Regions from separate parts of the Sus scrofa genome. Here region 2 is linked to region 1. Evidence: chromatin contacts called from public Hi-C data. All regions are on one chromosome and are shown on one strand. Each heading gives the region's core, a stretch centred on a gene start, on an enhancer-like site or on the middle of the called end of the contact. The rest is flanking DNA. Distances are from core to core; before and after follow the strand shown. Region 1 holds the start of RBFA (putative ribosome-binding factor A, mitochondrial). Region 2 holds the start of PARD6G (partitioning defective 6 homolog gamma).

Evidence for each region. Hi-C and Micro-C count contacts between places; a contact is called where the count stands out from the background.
Region 2: a contact with region 1 is called in a Hi-C map of skeletal muscle, with 6 times the contacts expected there. The contact joins the promoter of PARD6G here to the promoter of RBFA in region 1. A contact is called at or near these places in 4 of 47 Hi-C or Micro-C datasets (epiblast stem cells, heart right ventricle, liver and 1 more).

What each region holds. Positions count from the first base shown.
Region 1 is chr6:128,028,096-128,033,488 of Sscrofa11.1, reverse strand. RBFA (putative ribosome-binding factor A, mitochondrial) reads right to left here and starts at 3,092. Exons shown (of 7, transcript XM_001924525.4): 1 at 2,611-3,092. The coding sequence starts at 3,077.
Region 2 is chr6:128,247,368-128,252,760 of Sscrofa11.1, reverse strand. PARD6G (partitioning defective 6 homolog gamma) reads left to right here and starts at 2,053. Exons shown (of 3, transcript XM_013993972.2): 1 at 2,053-2,313. The coding sequence starts at 2,242.

The DNA of each region.
Region 1 (5,393 bases), core at 1,843-4,342:
CTCAGTGGGTTCAGAAGCCAATACAGACCTGGGAACTTCCACACGCTGCAGGTCTGACTATAAAAAAAAATGAGAGAGAGAGAGAAAAGACTTAGATTATCAAATTGACAACAGCATCAATTGTGGGGAAGACACAGAAGACAGTTTTAATTCAAGCTCATAATTTTTACCTAAAGTCTACCTCTAGTCCCAAAGGTAGAGAAAGAGGATCTTAAAAATACACTTAACCAACTGCATATGAGTACTGTCCTCTATTCCATAAAGCTGTTTCCTGAGGTATGGCTATCAATGGACACTGCTGCACATCAACACTGGGATTGGACAGGAGTTCTCATTGTGGCGCAGCAGAAAAGAAACTGACTAGTATCCATGAGGATGTGGGTTAGATCCCTGGCCTCGCTTAGTACGTTTCTGTGAGCTGCGGTATAGGTCACAGACGCAGCTTGGATCCTATGTTGTTATGGCTGTGGTGCAGGCCAGAAGCTGAAGCTCCGATTTGACCCCTGGCCTGTGAGCTTCCATATGCCGAGCGTGCAGCCTAAGGAAGCCAAAAAAAAAAAAAAAAAAAAAAAAAAAAAAAAAAAAAGATTGAACACTAATAAATAGAAAGCAGATGGGAGACCAACCAGGCTCCTCATTGTTGCAGACAAGCAAAGGAAAGAAGCAAAAATGATCTGTGTGCCAATGGATTAGAAGTGGAGATCAGTATGAACTTGTTTCTCTTATTACAGCTACAGGTGATAATGACATGCAGAAACATTTATAGATAAGCACATATATACACGGGTTAACATAAGCACATATTTTTTTCACTCTGTCAGCTGAAAAGGCCTAAAAGAGAGATATGTCAGTAGCAATGAACATACTAAGCTCTCAGGTCAAGGTTTCTTTCTTTTCTTTTCTTTTTTTTCTCTCTTTTTAGGGCTGCACCCATGGCATATGGACGGTCCCAGGCTAGGGACCCAATCGGACCTGTAGCAGTCAGCCTACACCGGGGCCACAGCAATGTGGGATCCAAGCCACGTCTGTGACTTACACCACAGTTCATGGCAATGCCAGATCTTTAACCCACTGAGCGAGGCCGGGGATAGAACCTACGTCCTCATGGATGCCAGTCAGGTTCCTTAACCGCTGAGCCACGACAGGAACTCTAGGTCACACGGTTCTGACGTCACTCTTCAATAAAAGGAATCAGAGCTCCTAGGGGAAATGGTTGGTTCTAGGGCTGAAGCATCCTATAGTGCCAGAAAGTAAGAAAGTGATAAAGAAATTATTTACTTTCAAAATCCCAAAGGAATATATAAGGTATCTGAAAGAGCTCCCAAGGGTCAAAGCCAAAACAATTGGAGCAAAATTAAGTAGTACTGGGTTATATATAACCCCTAAGTTCATACTGATGAGTTAACTAGTAAAGGGAGAAGAGCCACATCTCCTGTGCAGAACTGCTGCTAATTCATGAGCATGACTCCTACTCCTCTAGCGGGGACTGCACATGTGACTTTCCGTCCAAGCCAGTATGGAATGGTGGGAGGCTGACATTACAGTAGATAAGCCTGACACACACAAATGACCTCAGTCAGTGATCAAGACTATTGTCAACAGTGATAAACCATGTCGACAGTATGTATGTGTTGACATGTTATGATGAAAACGGCACTTTTCATCTGTGGTCTTACTCCCTAAAATCAGTAATTCCAGTAAAATCATGAGAAAAAGATAACGCAAATCCCAACAAAGGGGCATCCTACAAAATATCTAACCAGTACTCCTCAAACTGGTCATCAAAAACAGGAACAGTTTGGAAGTTCCTATTGTGCCTCAGCAGTAAGTAACCCAATAGTATCCAAGAGGACACAGGTTCGATCCCTGGTCTCGCTCAGTGGGTTAAGGATCCAGCATTGCCATGAGGTCCCAAACACAGCTCAGATCTTGCGTTGCTGTGCTGCATGCAAGCCAGCAGCTGTAGCTCTGATTTGACCCCTAGCCTAGGAACTTCCATTTGCTGCAAGTGTGGCCCTAAGAAGCAAAAAAAAATAAAAAGCAAAAAACAAACCAAAAAAAAAAAAAAAAAAAACCCAATTCGAGGATGCTCAACAAGCAGAATATGCACATAACCTCCGCACACCCTCCCCTGCAGATTAAATCTCTCTAGGTTACTTATGATACCTAATACAATGTAAACGCTATGTAAATAGTTGCCAGTGCAGGCAAATTTAGATTTTGCTTTTCAGCACTTGCTGTAATTTTTTCAACCCAAGGTTGGGTGAATCTTGAATGTGGAAGCTCGGAGCCTGGGAGGACTGTAAAAGTGTATATCACGTTGCTTCATAAGTTCATGGTTTACTGCTAGCCTTTAGGAGACTCACCACTTTATCAAAACAACTGCGTAGAAAACAGAAAGCTGAGTGGGAAAAACTGCAAACGTTAGGGCTGGAATAACTGATGATCTTTCAACAGCCATTAACCTATCAAGCAAAGGCTGAGCTTACGGATCCGGCTGGGACTCAAGCTAACGCCCAAGCAGTAGACCCCGTGCCGTACCCCCGCCCATTGCAGGGCACCCCCACCCCCATCCCGGGGCCACCGTCCCGCCCACTCAGGGAGCATTACTTGGTTTTCGAAGCAAATTTCTTAAGCAGGTTCTTGCCATAGGACACTGGCGAGGTGTGCAGGCCTTGGGCGCCGCCCAGGAGCCTAGCGTGTGGGACCCCCAGCCCCCTGAGCGTCGCCCACATGTCCTCAGCCCGACTGCCGACCCTGGAACGTGGGCGGGACAACGTGCAGCGGACAGACGTGTAGCGGGGGCGACGTTGACGGAGCGACGTGTGCGCGGCGACAGTCGCGTGAGTGACGTGAGGAGGGGCGACATGGAGGGGGGAGGGGGAGGGGGCAGGGGTGACATGGGCCGGGGAGGCACAAGCGGACCTGGGACGCTGTGGGAATACGAACAAGCGGAACCACACGAGATGGCTTGGGGCGTTGTAGGGCGAAGCAACGTGCGTGCGGGGAGACACAGGCGGGACTGTAGGCGGGACGAGAAGACGAGGCGGGGTCTGGAGAGCAGGTAGGCTGGACATGGAGCGGCGGGGCGGAGCCACGTGCGGGGAGGGCCGGGACTAAGCGTGGATGGTGGGCCGCTGGGCGCGGAGAAGGTGGAGCAGTAGGCGGGGCCGTGTGGGTGGGGCGGGCCCAACGGGACGCCTGTGGGCGGGGTCAGATGGCACATGGGGTAGTGTAGTAGAGCCGGTGACCAGGAGGAGCGGGATCTGATGATGTGAGCGTGGGGTGGGCGGGCCACGTCCCCGCGGTTCTTTCTTAGGCGAGGGGCTCATCGTAAGGTGGCAGAGGGCAAGATGAGGGGGGGGGGGAACTCGGTTTTTGGGAAGCACACATGCCGCCCAGTGCGGAGACTGCTGAGTGGGGAATACACTTTTTGTAAATACACAAAGCTAACAGAGAAGGGTGCATTTCAACTCTCTGGCCACAACATGTTGGAGCAGCGAGATGCGAGGTCGTCACTGGGTAGTTTAGATGAAATGCGGCCCTTCTAGAGCAGAACCCCTACTCCCTGCACAACTGGGAAGGACTGAAGTTTCTTCCTCTTTATACTGCCAATTCTTTTTTTTAAATAATTTTTATTTTCCCCACCATAGCTGATTTACGGTGTTCTGTCAATTTTCTACTATACAGCAAGGCGACCCAGTCACACATACATACATACATTCTTTTTGTCACATCATCATGTTCCATCATAAGTGACTAGATGTACTTACTTCCCAGTGCTATACAGCAGGATCTCATTGCTTATGCATTCCAAAGGCAATAGTTTGCATCAATTAACCCCAAATTCCCAGTCCATCCCAATCCCTCCCCCTCCCTCTTGGCAACCACAAGTCTGTTCTCCATGTCCATGAGTTTCTGTGGAAAGGTTCATTTGTGCAGTATATTAGATTCCAGATATAAATGATACCATATGATATTTGTCTTTCTTTTTTTTTTTTTTTTGTCTTTTCTAGGGGTGCACCGCAGCATATGGAGGGTCCCAGGCTAGGGGTCTAATCAGAGCTGTAGAGGCCGGCCTACACCACAGCCACAGCAATGTGAGATCTGAACTGCGTCTGTGACCTACACCACAGCTCACAGCAATGCCGGATCCTTAATCCACTGAGCAAGGCCAGGGATTGAACCCGCAACCTCATGGTTCCTAGTCGGGTTCATTAACCACTGTGCCACGACAGGAACTCCTGTCTTTCTCTTTCTGACTTACTTCACTTAGTATGAGAGTTTCCAGTTCCATCCATGTTGCTGCAAGTGGCATTTTGTTTTTTATGGCTGAGTATTAGTCCATTGTGTATATAAACTGCATCTTCTATCCATTCATCTGTGGATGGACATTTAGGTTGTCTCCATGTCTTGGCTATTGTGATCAGTGCTGCAGTGTACAGGTGCATGTCTTTTTCAAGGAATGTTTTGTCCAGATATGTGCCCAAGAGTGGATTTGCTACCAATTCTTTTGCTCATGTTGTGCAATATCTACTCACCAGTCTACCTGGAGAAAGATAAGAGCTTCCAAACCACTCCAGAAAGGAGGTACATTCACCTCAGACCCTCTTGATCATTCCTGATAATTCCATACCAGGCACTCTTTCCCTGCTTGTTTCACCATGCTTGCCACTGCCTCACAGAACTACCTCTTCCTCTTCTTTACTAATAAGGAAACCCCTTGAGGCAAGGGCTTTCTTTCCTACAGCAGCCTAGGTGAGACAGACTAGAATGGAGAACTGGAGCCCCCTTGCTGTAGTGCCTGCATTTGGACAAACATCTCCAGCAACAAAATACAAAGAAACTATAGAATAAAAGTAATTGCATGCAGGCCCAGTTGGGACATATTATGAAAAAAAAAACAGAAAGACCAAAATCTCAACTGCCACTTCTGAAGGACTGGGAGTAAAAGCAGAATCCTGGGCATGCATCCTGCACACAGCACCACCAAGAACAGACCACCCAAGGCCAACTACCCAAGCCACTCCTCCAGCCTGACCCCTGGACTCCCACCTACCCTCACCCCATATAAGAGACCAGCTCACCCAACCCCCTCCCCTCAGGGAGCTAGCAAGTGTTAGCACAAATCCCAATAAAGCTGTGCCTGAATTTCTCATCTAGCCTTTTATCAATTTCCATTGATTAAGGAGGCCAAGAACCCTGATTAGTAACGCTAGCACTTAGAACAGGACTTGGCACATAGAAAGTGCTCAGTAATTCTTTTTTTAAAAAAAGACAAATGAGGAAGTTCCCACTGTGACTCAGTGGTAATGAGCCTGATTTGTATCCATGAGCATGTGGGTTCAATCCCTGCACTCAGTGGGTTAAGGATCCAACATTGCCATGAGCTG
Region 2 (5,393 bases), core at 804-3,303, 220 kb before region 1:
AGTCAAGTTCATTACCACTGAACTACAACAGGAACTCTAGTAATCATTTTATATAATGAGCAAGATAGCAAATGTTTTTGAGTTTGTGTGCATACAGTTTCCCTCTCAACTATACAGCTTTGCAACTAGAGCACAAAGCCAGCCAAAGACATGAACGAGTGAGCATGGCTGTATCCCAAAAAACTTTACTTACAAAATCAGGCAGCAGAGCAGATTTGGCTGGCACTTAGCTCTTCATGTTGGCATATTATTTTTCATTAGGAAGGCCCATTTTCATTAAATGAGGTAATGCCATTGTCCCTAAAGCAATCTTAAATTAAGAACATAATCTTAAATTAGGAACCCCTGTTTACTCCCTTTACTGATATTTTAAATTTCATCCTTTCTATGTCACTTTGTTGTAGTTATATCTCTTGTTTACTGTTTTTAACTGGATACTACTTAGTGATAAAATCCAAAGCCTGGAGCTCCCTTCATGGCTCAGTGGTTAAAAACCCAACTAGCAACCATGAAGATTCAGGTTCTATCCCTGGCCTCACTCAGTGGGTTAAGGATCCAACGTTTCCCTGAGCCGTGGTATAGGTCACAGACACAGCTCAGATCTGGCGTGGCTGTGGCTGTGGCTGGCAGCTGTAGCTCCAATTTGACCCTTAGCCTGAGAATTTCCACATGCCACAGGTGTGACCCTAAAAAAGAAAAAACAAACAACAACAAAAACACAAATCCAAAAGCCTTAAAAGAGGTGAGTTTTATCTCATTCACATTTGTAGGCAACGCATAGACGCTTTCAGTTCCTATGTCTTATGTTACTTTTTTCTGCCTACAGAATTTAATAAACATTTCACATGTTTGTATTAGTTTCATGCCCTCTCTCTATATATGTATATTTATATACATAATGTTCTGAAAATATGCAATGGTTATATTTTTGTTTTAGTTTTCCTCTTGATCACATTTAAAACCACAAATGTAATTAATACACTCCTCTATACAATTAAATTAGCATGTTTGTATTTCTTTTAACTTTTTCTCCCATGAATTTACACTAAGAAAAATGATATAACCAACTAAAATTGGATTGTAAACCCGTATAGTACACTTTATAATAATTTTAAACACCCATTTGTCGTTTCTTCTTTGCCTCATTAAACATTCCGACGGTGACGATTGGGATTTTGGCAGTCCCGCTTCCAGAGCTCTCTAGGTAGTAAGTACTCATGACATCGCTAACAATCAATGCCATCTTTCTCCCAATATGTTCTTTTTCCTATCAGCCTTGGCATAACTCTTCCTTCTCGTCAGTCCTAGAGGTGTTTCTGACTCTCTCCGTACCTTTTTACTTTGGCATGTGTTAGACTATGCCTTAGGAGTTCGCTCCCCGCAGAACCTTTACCCAGACCATCTTCCACATGGCAGCTAGTGCGGACAGGTGTGCCCAAAGGGGTCAGGCCTCCAGTGATTCCCATATCGTCCAAAAATCAGCCAAGATCAGTCTCCTTCCCAGGCCAACAGGTGGAGGCAAGCAAAATCTAGTGCGGGCTGCTTGGTGGGAACGAGGCGACTGGGGGGGGGTCGGGCGGCGCTGCTGCTCTTCTGGGCTCCTGCGTTTGGAGCGCGCACCTACCCGTGAGCGCGTCTTAGGGGGCGGGCCCGCCGGGCGGGGCTTGGGGGGAGGGTCCTCGGAGCTAGAGGGAGGGAGGGAGGTGGGAGGGCGGGTCGGTGAGCCGTGGGTGGGGCCTGAGGGGGCTGAGTCTTCGGAGGAGCACCATGCGAGTCCTCGAGGCTCCGAGGGTGGATCCTTAGGGCGTTCCTTCAGGAACCCATCCTTGGGACGCAGGGCGGGACGTGGGTCCTCGGGGCTTGTGGGGCGGGTCCTCCGGGACCGGGGCCGGTTCTCGGTACGAGGGGCGGGGCATGGGACCTGGTCCTCAGGACGAGGGGCGGGGATTGGTGGTGGATCCTCCCGGCGCAGGGCGGGACCTGAGTCCTAGGGCCTCGGGGGGCGGGTCCTCGGGGCGGCGCGCGCTGGCGTCCCCCGCTCCTCCCGCGCGCGGCCCCTGGAGTCCCCGAGGCGCGCGGCCAGCCCTGCTCGGGCTGCTGCACTCCAGCTGCCCGGCCGCCGAGCAAGCGCGGGCCCGGGCCGGGGCCGGGGCCGCGGCGAGGGGCGCCGCACCCAGGGTCCTTCTGCAGCCCTCGTAGCGAGGAGCGAGGGCGAAGACGAGGCTAAGTGGAGCCGGAACCATGAACCGGAGTTTCCACAAGTCTCAGACCCTGCGCTTCTACGACTGCAGCGCGGTGGAAGTCAAGAGCAAGGTGAGCCGGGGTCCAGCAGTTTGCCTACCCCCCTGCGAATGAATGGGCGCCCCGCAGGGGACTGAACTGTGCGAGAGGGACTGGCGCCGGCGACAACTTTGGAGCGCGGCGCGGTCGGTGGAATGTGCGGGGGTCCCCCAGTCCTTCCCGCCCCTCTGCGCGCGCACAAAGCCCGGCAGCCCGATAGGGTCCAGCTGGAGCCGTGGCTCTCTGAGGGCCGCGCGGCCGCCGGACCCTTCGCGGGAGCTGCTCTTTTGTTCCACAAACCAGCGGCGACCCGGCGCGCCGCACGGTGGAGGGGCGACGTTTCCGGGGCTACCCGAGGCTGCTCGGATTCGGGGCCGTGGAGGGGCCTCGGGGGCCCGGGCGAGGGGAGGGCCCTGACCGCGCCGCCGCCCTCGCTGAGGAGGAGCCTCGGAACCCGCAAGGGGGGAGACAGGCTGCGGATCTCCGACCCCTGGACTGGACCCCCAGACCCCGGCCCCGCCCTGCGTACCAGCCCCTCAGCCTCCCGGCGAGCCCCAGGCCCAGATTCCCCCGGCGCGCAAGACCGGCGGCCCCTCCCGCTGCCCGCGCCCTGGCCCAAGCTTGCCCGAACTTGCGGGTGGCTGTACGTATTTGGATAATTGGCTGATAGGATCTGGCGCTTCTGCCCTTTGCGGAGGCGGCTCCTTTGCTGCAGACGCTTTTGTCTGCGAGGGTCTCGGGTGTCCGTGGTGAACCCCGCAGCAGAGGAGGAGCTGCAGTTGTTCAGGGTCCTGGAGGAGGGGCCCCTCGGGCTTACTGCTGCCTGAGAGCCGGTTCTTGCCCTTTCTCTCTGCGCGCCCCCCACCTCGGAAAGCAAAGCAGAGGAGCCTGAGTGGTGGGAGAAGGAGGGTGGGCTCCGACCAACTCCGCGCACACTCGAGTCTTGAGGCTTGTGTGCCCTGGCCCGGTCTCTAGGAAGACAAGTCCAGCGGTCCCCTGCCTGGGCTGCCCCTACCAGCGAAGGGGGATGGGGGTCCTTTGGTGTAAGATTCCCAGGGTTTCCTCCGAGAATTGGTGGAGGGGGCGCGGGTTATCTCCGCGGGAACCTCAACGCAATGAGTTGCGGAATTTCATCACCATCTCGTTGAACAGTGTTTTTATGAGATCCTCATGTCCAGTTACTCCGAATACTAATTCTGTGACCCTTGCCCAACACTCATCCCCTCTTCTAGCCCCAGAGTGCCTTCCCATACTGCCATCAGATGTGCCGGCCGTGAGTAGTGGGACGGGAAAGAACCGACAAGCATGAGTGAGGGCACCAAATAATTGACGTTTCATTAGCTCAGTGGGAATAAGGCTTTTAAAGCTCATTGTCCACTACAGTAGCCACTGAGCACTTATGGTGTTTCATTTTAACTTTCTGTTTTGAGATCATCATAGATTAACAGGCAGTTGTGAAAAAGAATACAGAAACTCCTCCAAAAGTAACATCTTGTATCACAGTGTCACACCTAGGACCTCATTAGACTTGTTCACAAGTGTTTTTAGGTCATGCACTTTCATCAGTGTGCACATTCCTGAGACCCAGCAGTCACAATACAGAGCACTTCCATCTCAAGGGTATCTTCTGCTGCCCTTTCATAGCAGCTATTTGACTCCAAGTGTGAGTTGATTAGCATCAATATCATACACTCTTCCTGAGTTCCCTGTGCTCAGTAGCCACATGCAACTTGCAGCTCCCTGACCAGATGCAACTCCAGAGGGTCTATCCAGAGGGGACAGCCCTGGAGGAAATGACCTCACAAAGCCTTATCCTACAGTGCTGGACTGTTGACACTGTGGGCCAATGGGTTCTGGAGAGTTGAGTCTGCCTTTGCCCCTCGTTGGGAGCTGGGGGCTGTGGGTGTTCTGGTAGCCCAGTGGATGGCCTTCTTGGCTTCCCAGTGAAGAAGAAGGGGCACTGCTCCATGCCCCAAGCCTGGGTTGAAGTTCAGATGCAGCGAATGCTCCCCAGAGGTGAATGGCAGAGCCAGACTTTTGGTTGAATTTGGGAGCAACCCTGGCCCTGGGCCCTGTTGGGCTGTCTGGTTATAGACACACCACTAGCAGCAGCAGCAGCGGCCTTTTTGGATAATGGGGCTTGCCTTACTTTTGTCCAGGGGGTTCATGTGGCTCTTCCCTCTGTATTCGGCCTTCCACTGACCCCCTTAGTAGTTAATACCTAGAACCATTGTGTCTGTCTCTGCAGGGGGTCTTGCGCCAGCTGCTGTTTTCAAAATATGGGGAAAAAAAACGTGATGACAGTGATGTCTTTATCCAGTCTAAATGTAGCACCTAGCACCTGGGTTTGTATTTGGATAAAATAGTGCCAGGGAGCTGAGCTCAGCAGGTTTTGCCACCTACCTTGTGAGCTTTCAGTCAAGTTATTTAACTTTTCTGAGTCTCAGTTATTTCATCTGTAAAATGGCCATTGTGCCGGTTCTGCTTACCTCCTAGGATCAAATGAGGTAGTGAATGTGAAACCACTTTTAAACTGAGAGCAGGAGTTCCCGCTGTGGTGCAGTCAGTTAAGAATCCAGCTACGAGGCTGCAGAAGCAAGAGTTTGATGCCCGGCCTGGGAACTTCATATGCTGCTGGGACAGCCATTAAAAAAAAAAAAAAAAAATGTTGAGAGCACCCACTGTTGTAAGAATTAAGCACTCAGATCAGGATTCTATGGCGTTTCAGGATATTGGGTCTAAAAATCACCTCTGATCCTCTCAGAATTTTTGGCATTAGCCATGTGCCACAGCTGGTCAGTTTCCAAAGCCTTGGGGACTTTATCTTGACCTGGTGCCTCAACCCCTCCCCCAAACATTTCAGCTTTAAAACCTGTGACTGGGCTCCTCCTACGCCGTCCAGCAGCATGCACTTCTGATTCCCCAGTTCTGGTAGTGGGACTAGCGTTTCATGGTCATTCTGACTTCTGCCCCTCTTCCCATGAGGCCTGAGGGGGCAGGGGTTGTGCCCATGTCTGGGGGTGTAAGTCTTGGCCCATCAGAGGGCAGCAGGAAGGCCAGTGCTGAGGGAAGGGTCTCTAGGGGGCAGAGTAATTGGAGATGACTTGTTTGAG